Regions from separate parts of the Mus musculus genome. Here region 1 is linked to region 2. A link is a contact called in public promoter capture Hi-C data. All regions are on one chromosome and are shown on one strand. The core of a region is the stretch at or near the end of the contact, and the rest is flanking DNA. Distances in the headings are between cores, read along the strand shown. Region 1 holds the start of 4930402H24Rik (RIKEN cDNA 4930402H24 gene). Region 2 holds the start of Mertk (MER proto-oncogene tyrosine kinase).

Region 1 (5,493 bases), core at 47-2,546, 2.1 Mb after region 2:
GAGAGAGAACACAATACAACACTCAATCAAGAACACAGAAAAAGCCGGCCAGACACGGTGGCACAGACTCAGCATTCAGGAGGCAGAGGCAGGTGGATCTTTTCGGGTTCAAGGTCAGCCTGGTCTACAGTGAGACCCGGTCTCAATTAAAAAAAAAAAAAAAGACAGAAAATAGGATAAGCTATTCTAATATTAGTTGACAACCCCCACTCAAGGGAACAATAGCATATTGCTTTGCCAAATGGCTGCAAGTAAGCAAACAAAAAAGGCCTCTTCTGGTTTAATGACAGGTTAGCAGTACCCAAACCCCAATGACTCCTCCCTTCCCTTTCTTATAGGCTCCTACTGCAACACCTCCACCACTCCAACCTCCGCGTTTCTCTGGCAGCCGCATACTAGCTCCTTCACAAACAAAGCCCGGACGGCTATCAAGGTCAGCCCCAAAGACAGAGAGCAGAAATTGGAAACAGATCTTCTGTATGGAAAAGGGCAGGGCAGCACTCCCTAATATCAACTCCCCTTCCAGTCCACCCGCACTCCTTATCACGAACCTAGTGTCAGCCGCTCTGGGGGGTTCCGAGCCTCCTTTTCCCTCTCCATCCAGTTTCCTTTTTCTTCCTGCGCCCCCAATGACCTTCAAGCCCCTGAAACAGGTGCTCCCCAAGGGAAAGGGGTTGGATGCAGTGGCCAGGGACAGGTGAGCGGAGTTCCCTGTACACGCAGGGGACTGGAAACTCTATAATCGAGCGGCAGTCTGGGGCAAAGGGTCTGGACACCTAGGAGCAAAGGGGTTTACGCGGCAGTTTCGGGAGCTCCACTCGCGTGAACACAGGGCCTCTAGCGGTGGGCTGTCGGTGGGGAAGGTTTAAGGGAAAACCGGTCCATGGGGTGGGGATGTCACAATGGGGTCTTCCCGGAAACCGCAGTGGGTTGTCGAGCTACAGACATAGCAGGGTCCCTCCAGAAGGCCGCCTGTCCCTGGGCAAACGTTCTTCTCAGAGCCGTTTGAAACAATCCTCCGCAAGGAAGCCATATCAGACCACGCCCTGCCGCCCGAGGCGTAGCCGCCCCAAGGCGCATCCCGGGCCACCCTCGGCTGTCTCGACGCGGCATACCTGACGGAGGCCGCCCCACTGCCAAAGGTGCCAGCGAAGCGCGCGGGGGACAGCCCCAGCTGCTGGGGGTCGAACGAGTCCATGGAGGCTGGCGGCGTAGGACCTGGGGGCCGCGGAGGGTCGCTGGGGCCGGCACCGCTGCGGGCCAGCGGCAGGGCGGAGCGAGGGTGCGCCAAGGGGGCGGGGTCGGCGCGCGCGGGCACGCGGGGGCGGGGCGGGAGCGCGCGCAGCGGGGGCGTCAGTGTGAGTCCGGCCCAGCGCCGCACCGTGCTGCGGAGGAGCCAGACGGACTTGGGGTGCGGGCCGCCAGGCGCAGGCTCCGGGACACCACACCTCCGGGCCCTAAGGTCTCTCAGTGCGGTGAGGGTTCTGCGGGAGCTACAGCCACGCTCGCGGACGCGCCCGGGGCGGGGTCTCGCTCCCGCGAGGGCCGGGCTAGGCTTCTTCTGGTCTGTATTTGGCTTTATCTCTAGGTGTCCTGGACCGCTGCCTGGCTACAGTTATCTGTTTCACATCAGTTGCCTATCCATCCTTGGAACGTTCGGCCCCTTAGCGATGCGGCCTGTTGAGAGCACTGGCATCAGTGTGCTCACAGTATCCCAGGAGACGCCTGCCTTTGCAGTTCAGAGTCTGGATAGAATTGTTTCCAGCTGTGGGTCGGTGGGCCAGAAAAAATCTCAGAGCCCAAGTTCCTTCCTGCATAAAGTGGAGAGTTGCTTACTATATACAAGGTCTACTTTAGCATCACATATCGACCTTGTCAAGATGTCCTACGTGTCCTAAATTCATCTTTTCATGGTAAATTATAACACCACAAGACTAGTTTCCCTGCTACAATGATCAGCCTTTGAATTATTTATAAATAGTACTGGCTGAAAAAAATCCTTCTTCCACTCATAAAGATTTTAACAATCCCCAAGGTATCTCTTGCAGGTTTGAAAAAGAGAAGGAACTAAAATGCTTATTTTTATACTTAAAGGAAAATAAAATTTTGCCTTCAGACCCAACTCGTGAATGTGTAACCATTGTTTAGAGGTAACCAACACAGTATCTGAAAATCAGCCAATCAGAGACAGCCTCTCTTCAGGGGCTTCCAAATCAGCCAGTTATCAACAGCTTCTGAAACCCAGCTAATCATTGACAGCAGCCCAATCAGCAGCGCAATGACCAGGCTTCCGAATGAAAGAGCCTTTCTTAGCTGCTTTGTTCTGTAGACCACTGTTAACAGCCAGGAGACTGTAAATTGCTAAACAGTCAATTTATTGAAACACCTCGAGCTTTTACGCACCCAGTCATTATATACATCTCCAGCTCTGTTAATCAGCTTTGAGAATACATCTTTTCTCTACAAGCAAATGTGATATTCACCTTCTTCCTTCCTCCTCCATTTGGTATGTTTTATGTAGCCTAGGCTGACCTTGAACCCCTGAACTTGAACCCTTGAACTCTTGCTTCAACCTCCTAAATTCTGAGATTACAGGCCTGCATCATCATGTCCAGATGGAAGGCTACTACAATTTGTAGCACAGAACAAAATTGTGTGCCTTTGGTTGCTTGGCCAATGTCGTGGTATGCAGATATCACATCTTTTGTATTCATTTATCAGTTAATGAATATAGAAGCTTTTTTCCACACTTTCTGTGCCTTAGCTTAATGCCAATATGACCAAATACCGAAAGTTTTTGTGTAGACATGTTTTTAATTCTCCTGTATATGTAGTATACTCCTAGAAGTGTACTGCTTGATTATACTGAAAGTCTGTGTTTAATAATTTGAGGCATCTTTTTGTTTTCCAAAAAAGCTGCACCATTTATATTCACATTACCTAGGTGAGAGAGTCCCAATTGTTCCACGCGTTTCCAAACATTTAATATCTATCTTTGGATCGTAGTCATCTTACTGGATATGAGGCTGTAGTTTCCTTATGGTCATTTTTTCATGTGCTATTGGAGAGAAATAGTGTAAATGAGAATTCCTGGAAAAAAAAAAGCTGTGTCTGCAAAACTGATTGAAAACTGATCTTATTGGCCAGGTGTAACAAGTTCATGTTCCCAGGCTTAGGAACACACACGCACCCCACTTCTCTCCAAATGTCTTCTTAATTGTCTCTTAACTGAATATAGAATATAGAAATCGCTGTTATCTGAACCAAGGTGCATAAGTTGGAAAAACACATAACCAGTTGTCTGTTATGCCCTAATTAACTACACGCAGCTGACCCACTCCTTTGTCCTCTTACCACTCTGAGCTCCAGACCTAACGTCTAGGAAAATGAATTAAGAACCTTGAAGCCAGGTGCCCTGGATACAGCCCAGTCTCCAAGGGGTACTCCCTTACTTAACCCGTAATGTCAGAGTACAACTGGATAACACTGCAGCCCCACTCAGCTCCCCCCTCAATTTATGTTCCCATTTTTGAAAAACATTGTACGGTCTCCCTTCAGGACAAAGTTTACATCCTGAGCTGGCCACTTCTCTGGGCACTCAGAGAATAAAGCTTTCATGTTTAAGCTTCTGTCTCTGAAGTGAGTTTTCGCAGCTTCTACCCCGAACCCAACATAAGAAGAAGTAACCAGATGTGCCACTGTTTACTGAATTGTGGTCTGCAGCCAATGAGCAGCTAGATAGGGGTGTGGAAAGAGCATGGTTGAAAGAAAAACTGAAGAGAAAGGCATCTGGAGAAGTATTTGGATAGCTCTCTCCAAATGCACAAAAAAATTGAAGATAATTATATCTCATGAATTTTTTTGTTTTGTTTTGTTTTTTGAGACACAGTTTCTCTGTAAAGCCCTGGCTGTCCTGGAACTCACTTTGTAAGACCAGGCTGGCCTCGAAATCAGAAATCCACCTGCCTCTGCCTCCTGAGTGCTGGGATTAAAGGCGTGTGCCACCATGTCCGGCGTGATTTTTTTTTTTTTTCATTGAGACAGGTTTCTCTGTGTAGCCCTGACTGTCCTGGAACTTGCTCTGTAGATTAGGCTGGCCTGGAATTCAGAGATCCACCAGCCTCTACCTCCCAAGTGCTGGGATTAAAATAGGACACCACACCCCAACAATTGTGTCCCATGTAAATGCTCATCAAAAGGTAACTTCAGCTAAGGAGTTCAATAGTTAAGTAGCTAGGATGACCCATTCTGTGACAGCCAGCCTCTTTCCCCAGCCATTCCTGTCATTGCCCAACTCCCCGAATCCCAAACATCAGTTCAAATTCCCAGAAACGAGCTCACTCTGGACTACAGGAGGATTCCTAGGAGATAAAAGGCAGGAGTCCTCTAGAACTTCTGAAACCAGATCCCATCTGCCGGAAGGAGTCATTTTCCTTACCGCTGGCAGAAGGGACTTACGGCTCCATTGGCATATGCCTGTAATTGATATCGAAGTACATGTTGCCTCCAGGCTCCTTCAGCTTCCCAAGTACCTATTATATATTTCATAGTTCACACTAGCACATTAGCATCGTAGGCGTTCTCATCTGCCCAGGCTTCCTTCCTCCCAGATACCCATTTGTTCTCTTTATAATGACAAGGTTTCCCCACTGCCCCTACTATTCTACATTTTCTCTGTTCACTATTCCCTGCTATTCTTCATTCTCCCACAGATAACCCTGGTCATGCCCAGTCTTTTGGTCATATTCAGTCTACTTTTCCTCTCTGCTTTGGACTCTTCCAGATGCCTCTGACTGTTCTCTCACATCTACAATTAAAACTTTAACAATATCATGGAGTGGTCATATCAGCAATTTCTTTACAGTGTTATGGGAGAGATGGAAGTTATGTATGAGCTCAACAATACGGATTTGCTCTCACCAAGGCTGGCCTTCTGCAGTTGCTGCTGAGTGTCAAATCTGCCAGCAGCAAAGACTAACACTTAGCCTCTGATAAGGAACTGTTCCCCTGGGTGACCAGCCAGTGACCTACTCGGTCAGTCAACTTTGGATAACTTTCCTTTATGGGAAGTCAATGCTTTTGCCTTAGTGGAATAGATACTTATTCTAGTTGTGAATTTGCTGTTCCTGCATGTAATGCTTCTGCTAGAACACCATCATCCACATACTTATAGAATGCCTTATCCACAGCCATGGTATTCCACACAGCACTGCTGACCATGGAACTCACTTCACGGCCAGAGATATGGGACAGTGGGCTCTATGCTCATGGAATCCATTCATCTTATCATGTTCCCCACCATCCTGAAACGGCTGACTTGATAGAATGGTGTAAAGGCCTTTTGAAGACACAGTTACACTAGCAATTAGGGCAACCTTTTGAAGACATGATTACAGTGCTAATTAGCTGTCAGTATCCCTGAGTGCCTGGGCAGAGTTCTTTAGAAAGCAGTATATACTTTGAATCAACATCCAATATATAGTGAGGTTTCTT
Region 2 (5,605 bases), core at 2,581-5,080:
GATAAAAGCTCCCTGCTGGAGGAGCCGTGTATTATGTCAGGAACATTTCCTAGGCATTTGTTCATACCTGACAGTAAAGATAATGGTCCATTTATGTAATGAACAAATGGCTCTCTAGCACTGAAAGTAGATTAAGATCCTTTCATGCCACAAGGTCATTTGCAGAGTATCCTGGGGTCAATCTGATGTCTAGATTTCAGCCAGTGCTGATAGGCAGCCCAAACTATGTCGCAGTGGATAAGGGAGGCTAGCTGATGGAGATGGAGGGTGGAAGGTGGGGTTAGGGGTGCACTACTGGGGGAGGGTACGCTTGTGGAACAGATGCAGGAGTAAATTATAGGTCCTGACTAAGAACAATGCTGAAAATAGCAAGAGGCAGAGGTTAGGAGGCTACAGAGCAGGTTCCAGTTTAGAGTGATGTCATGGGCCTGGGACTTAACAAGCACAACAAGCCCTGGGTTTGATCCTCAGCTCCACACAAAGCCAGGTAGAGTGGTACACATCTGTAATCCTAGCACTAGAGAAATGAGGCACAAGGACCTGAAATTCAAGGTCATCTTCAACTATAAAGCAAACTTGAATAGAATTTAAGATGCAGGAGAGCCTATCTCAAAGAAAGGGAGAGGTGTCATTCATTGAAGCATGTCTTAACCTTTCATGAATGGTCTGGCACAATTAGGTCTTCGATTGAAAGTCTCCAGCCATGTCACCGATATATTAAACATGGCTAATAAATAGATTATGCTCACACTTTATGTTGGTTATAAGCAGCTAAACTTGAATCAATAGAAGTTATCCTCTCTGGCCCTGAATAAACAATGCTGCAGGCCCTGGATAATCTCTCCTTTGGCTAGTTAATAAACAGTAGATCTAGCTGTTGGGTGTTGATGTATGCCTTTAATCCCAGTACTTGGGAGGCAGGGACAGGTGGATCTCTGAGTTCGAGGCTAGCCTAGTCTACAGAGCCAGTTCCAGGACAGCCAGATCTGCACAGAGAAATGCTTTGTTGAAAAATCAAAAAAACAAAACAAAAAACCCCCCCAAAAAACAAACAACAATAATAATGAAGAAACAACAGTAGCTCTAAAGCTCTAGGCTACAGAGTGTCACTGAGATATGGGTTCCAGGTCATTGTTGCCCTGCTAAAATTGCATGAATGCTGTCCACTGGGTACTCTACAAACATGGAAATAGATATAGAAAATAGAGTCTGATTCTATTTTTTCTCACATTTCTCTTCACATAGTTTGGTAAAAAGAAATGCAGTGATAAAATTACAATTTCATTTGGATGTATAGTAAGTAACGCTATATGCCGGCATGCAGCTTTTAAATTTTAGCTCTGTTTGCATGTTTGTGGAGGTGTGCAAGCATAACTGCAAGCTCTTTGACACATCTCTCATGAAGAGTTTATGGTGTGCGGCTTCAAGTATGGCTTGACATTGCTTTCACCCTGAGAGCCACTTGACCTCTGGCTAGGTCACTCAGCACCACACAGCAGCGGTCTACCTTGCTCACTGGATTGCTCACTCTTGGAGCTCTGAGCTCCCATGCCAGACTTCCTCTAAGCTTGTCTAGATCCTTTGGTCCAAAGTCCTTGTCTCCAAATCATGCCAGTGCAGGCAGCAGCTATGTAAATGAACTAACCTTTAGTTCAGGGCTTGGCTGGTTATGTAAAGGGCTGGATTATATGGCTTTGTGAACCATACAATCTCTGTAACGACTATTCTGCTCTGCCACTTCAGCACAAAACCACAGAGATAATATTGCCTATGATGGCTGTGTTCCAGTACTGCAGATGTACAAAGCCAGGCCACAGATTCTCAGGTCCCTTCCCGCTGGGGTCACTCCAGGTGCTAGATACTCAAGGTCACAGACAGAGAGGCCACAGAGAAAAGACAATCCATTTCCTCTGTCCAAATCTATGAATCTAATAAAATGGCCAGTGCTTCATTCCTACTGCATTGGTAGTAGCCTATAAAACAGTACTGTACAAGGGAGGCCCCATTAACAAAGACAGATTTGCGGCTGGAAAGTTGGCTCAGTGCTTAAGAGCACTTGTTGCTCTTGCAGAGGACCAGTGTTAAATTCACAGTACCCAACTGGTAGCTCACAAGTATCTGCAACTACATTCTAGGAGACCCAACACCCTCTTCAGACCTCCATGGGTACCCCAGCATACACATGAATGCAGTCAAAACACCCATACACATAAAACTAAAGTAATTAACCAGAAAGAAAAAAAGTCACATTTGTGTTGAACATGGTAGCACACACCTTTAATTCTATCTAGCACATGGAAGTCAGAGCAGATAGATCTCTGTGAGTTTGAGGCCAGTCTGGTTTACATAGTGAATTCCATTCCAGCTAGGGCTAAATAGTTAGACCTTGCCTTTAAAAGAAAAAAAAAAAGTGAGATTTAAGCAAGTCCTAGTGGCACACACGTGCAGTTCTAGCTACTAAGAAGGCTGGAATATTTGCACAACCAGGAATTCAAGTCCAGCCTAGGTAGCATAGCAAGACCCTGTCTGTCCTACGTAGATTTCTATTGTTGTGATGACCAAAAGCTACTTGGGAATTTATTTCAGCTTACAGTTGAAATGCATCATGAAGGAAAGTCAGAACAGGAATTCGAGGCAGGAACCTGGAGGCCAGAACTTAAGCACAAACCATAGAGGAACTGCTTACTGGCTTGCTCAGCTTGCTTTCTTATGCATCCCTGAATGACCTACCCGGGAATGGCACCATCCACAGTAAACTGGGCTCTTTCACATCAAGCACCAATCAAGGGTCTGTTTAATCCAGCGCTTCTGGTTTGATGTCCTCCTGCAGGGCTAGAGATGCAAGGAGCTTATTGTATCACAGTGCGTATGGGTCTGTCCTCAGTTTCAGTAATAAATACTTTAAATTTATCAGGGTGGTTTACTCTGGGCTCTAATGTGATCTTATCTCCAAAGAAAAACAAATCATTCTATTTCCTTTAAGAAAGCCTCATACGCCTTCCGTTTCTTTGAGATTCACAATCTGATGCCGTGGTTTGGGCCTCCCACCCTTTCCTGTAACAGCACTTTCTTCCATCCCTGTTTCAAACTCTTTCCTTACAGGATTCGGCTTAGTTCTCCCCGAGCTAACCTCTGGGGTGGAGGTTGCAAGATCTTGACGCCAGGGTCCGCTCTTGCACTCCGTTTCAGTAGCCAGGGGGAGGACCTGGCAAGCAGGGTGTGCTGCCACGGCGGCCACAGCCTCTGGAATGCAGCTGCTAGGACCTCTTATGCCAGTAGAGCCTGAACTGCAGAATCGCTGCCCCTCCAAAGCAGCTGGACCCACTAACCTTTAAAGGTCTTGGAGTTGCATCCGTCGCTCTCCACTAAATTCGGCCTCTACCCTTTCCAATCCCTTCTACCTACCCATACAGAGTGAGATTCCTCTGATGTAACCAAGTAGCCAGAGATCATCCTCCCGATTATTTTCTTTCTTAGCCCCCTCCCCTTCCTCTCCGTCTCTCGGTCCTTTTAGCTCAAGATGGTGGCCCTCCTTAGCTCTGTTCCATCTCCTCCAGCACCTCCCTTCCAGATTTCCTACACACTCAAGCCAGGGGTTAACCTGCTGGAGTTGACCCAAGTTCCATTCTGCCCCGCCCCTCCACCCTCCCTAGGGCTTGTCCTTGGATCCTCCCCTTCCCGCCCCCTCCTCCAGTTCCATCCTTCTTTGCTCTCTTTGCCCTTCCCCCTTCCCGCCCCTGTCCACTCCAACCTGCTGGCCCCTCCCGGGCCTGAGCCCTGGGCCCGCCTCTTCTAACTTAGGACTCCTGCGATCCCCAACTCCGCACTGCCACTCTGGCGCCTGCTGCCCGGGCGGCCGGGACTGAGGCGCTTCGCACGCGCCCTCGGCGACTGGCGAGTTTGGGACGTTGGTGGATACGTGCATCTGTCCGGAGAGAACTGCCAGATCCGCGGCCCCGCGATGGTTCTGGCCCCACTGCTACTGGGGCTGCTGCTGCTACCCGCGCTCTGGAGTGGAGGTGAGTGCAGGTTGCAGGGTCTCCGGGAGCTGCTACTCATTCCAGCGAGCCGTAGAGGGTTATGGGGGCTCCCTAGCCGGGTCTTGGGGTGCACGTCTTAGTAGAACCGATGGGAACCGAGAGCTTCCCATTACCACAGAGAAAGACCTCAAGCCCGGTTGGGCGCTCTGGGAGCAGCGAAGTTTGAGCCTTTAAGAAATGCAACTCAGGTCTGGCGTGGCATGCACCAAGAACTTTACCCTCAACACTGTCTAGCCTTGCCGAGCTTTGGCGGGGTTTCTGCGAATCATAGACCGAGGATTCCAAGGTAATTCCACGCCGTGAACCAATAAGTAGCTGCAAAAGTTGGATGTCACCGTTAGCGCGTGGCGTTGCTTGGAGGCTAGGTGTCCCGCCAGGGAAAGACTAGTTCTGGCTTCTCCCCTGGGCTCTGCTGAACATTGTGTTAGCCCTCCTTTGTAGGGACAGCCTGTCTGTGAGTGTAAGAAGCCTGCAAAAAGCCGAGGGGGACGATACGGTCCTTTCACTATTATTACTGTGGAGCGGAATCTTTTTTGTTTGGGTAGCACAAACAAGTGCTCAGACCACAAGTGCTCTCACAAGCGGTTCAATTTGACATGCTGGATTGATTAGCGCAAACAAGTATGGCAGGTTCCTCCAACAGATGACACTGAGGCACTTTGTAAAGAAGCTGCTGGGGGGAAAACAAAACAAGGTTTTTCCAAAAAGAAATAGACGCAGGAGGGGTTGGAAGACTACTATAAGCAAGCACATTTCAGGTATTGTTCCTTCAGGTATTGCTCCTGCCCTAAAAGATCTGTTTCTATTCGGAGTGTAATTTTGTCTCTTTGATCTTGAATCTGGTAGACTAAAGTTTGTCTTTTAAGGAAAGTTTGGTTTATGGTTTAGCTACAAACCTCATTTTTCCTCTCAAAGTTCATTTGCTCAAATGAGCTTTTTTTTCTTTTCTTTCCTTTTCTTTTCTTTTTCTTTTTTAAACAATTCTTTCCTTGCACATTAAATTACATAAGCAATTTGTAGTTTGAGGCAACGTGACAATTTGCAACAAACATCAACAGCCAAAAAACGAGCTAAGAACTGAGACCACTCTATTCTCCATTACTAAACCCTCAAAAGTTCCTCAGCCTTTCTGCCAGGACTGTTCTTAATAATCCGCTGAAAGTCGGGTATACTTTTGCTACTAGCCCTAGCAGGCCACGCGTCATTTTGGAGGCTGTGACTGTCATAAGCATGGGAAGAGTGATAGGAACCAAAGCTTTTGTTTGATATTTTTAAATCTATGCTTTATTTTCTTTTTGTTTTTGTTTGTTTGTTTGTTTGTTTGTTTTCGAGACAGGGCTTCTCCGTGTAGCCCTGGCTGTCCTGGAACTCACTCTGTAGACCAGCCTGGCCTTGAACTCAGAAATCCGCCTGCTTCTGCCTCCCAAGTGCTGGGATTAAAGGTGAGCGAGTGCCACCACTGCCCTGCTATGCTTTATTTTCTAAGTTTTGAAAACGTGTGATGAAGTTCTGTAGCTGACAGACATAGACAACCGTAGAAAGGCTTAAAATGCACGCTGAGAAAG

What was found. Promoter capture Hi-C pulls out the DNA fragments that hold promoters and counts their contacts.
Region 1: a promoter capture Hi-C map of liver shows a contact between it and region 2, with 8 times the contacts expected there. The contact joins the promoter of 4930402H24Rik here to the promoter of Mertk in region 2. A contact is called at or near these places in 1 of 39 promoter capture datasets (liver) and 1 of 115 datasets of contacts at active chromatin or transcription factors (astrocytes).

Annotation. Positions count from the first base shown.
Region 1 is chr2:130,838,849-130,844,341 of GRCm38.p6, forward strand. It overlaps 4930402H24Rik (RIKEN cDNA 4930402H24 gene), which reads right to left and starts at 1,297. Exons shown (of 37, transcript NM_029432.2): 1 at 1,116-1,297. The coding sequence starts at 1,198.
Region 2 is chr2:128,695,085-128,700,689 of GRCm38.p6, forward strand. It overlaps Mertk (MER proto-oncogene tyrosine kinase), which reads left to right and starts at 3,831. Exons shown (of 19, transcript NM_008587.2): 1 at 3,831-4,019. The coding sequence starts at 3,962. Gm39931 (a long non-coding RNA gene) reads right to left here and starts at 3,418. Exons shown (of 5, transcript XR_001783466.2): 1 at 3,330-3,418; 2 at 2,731-2,832.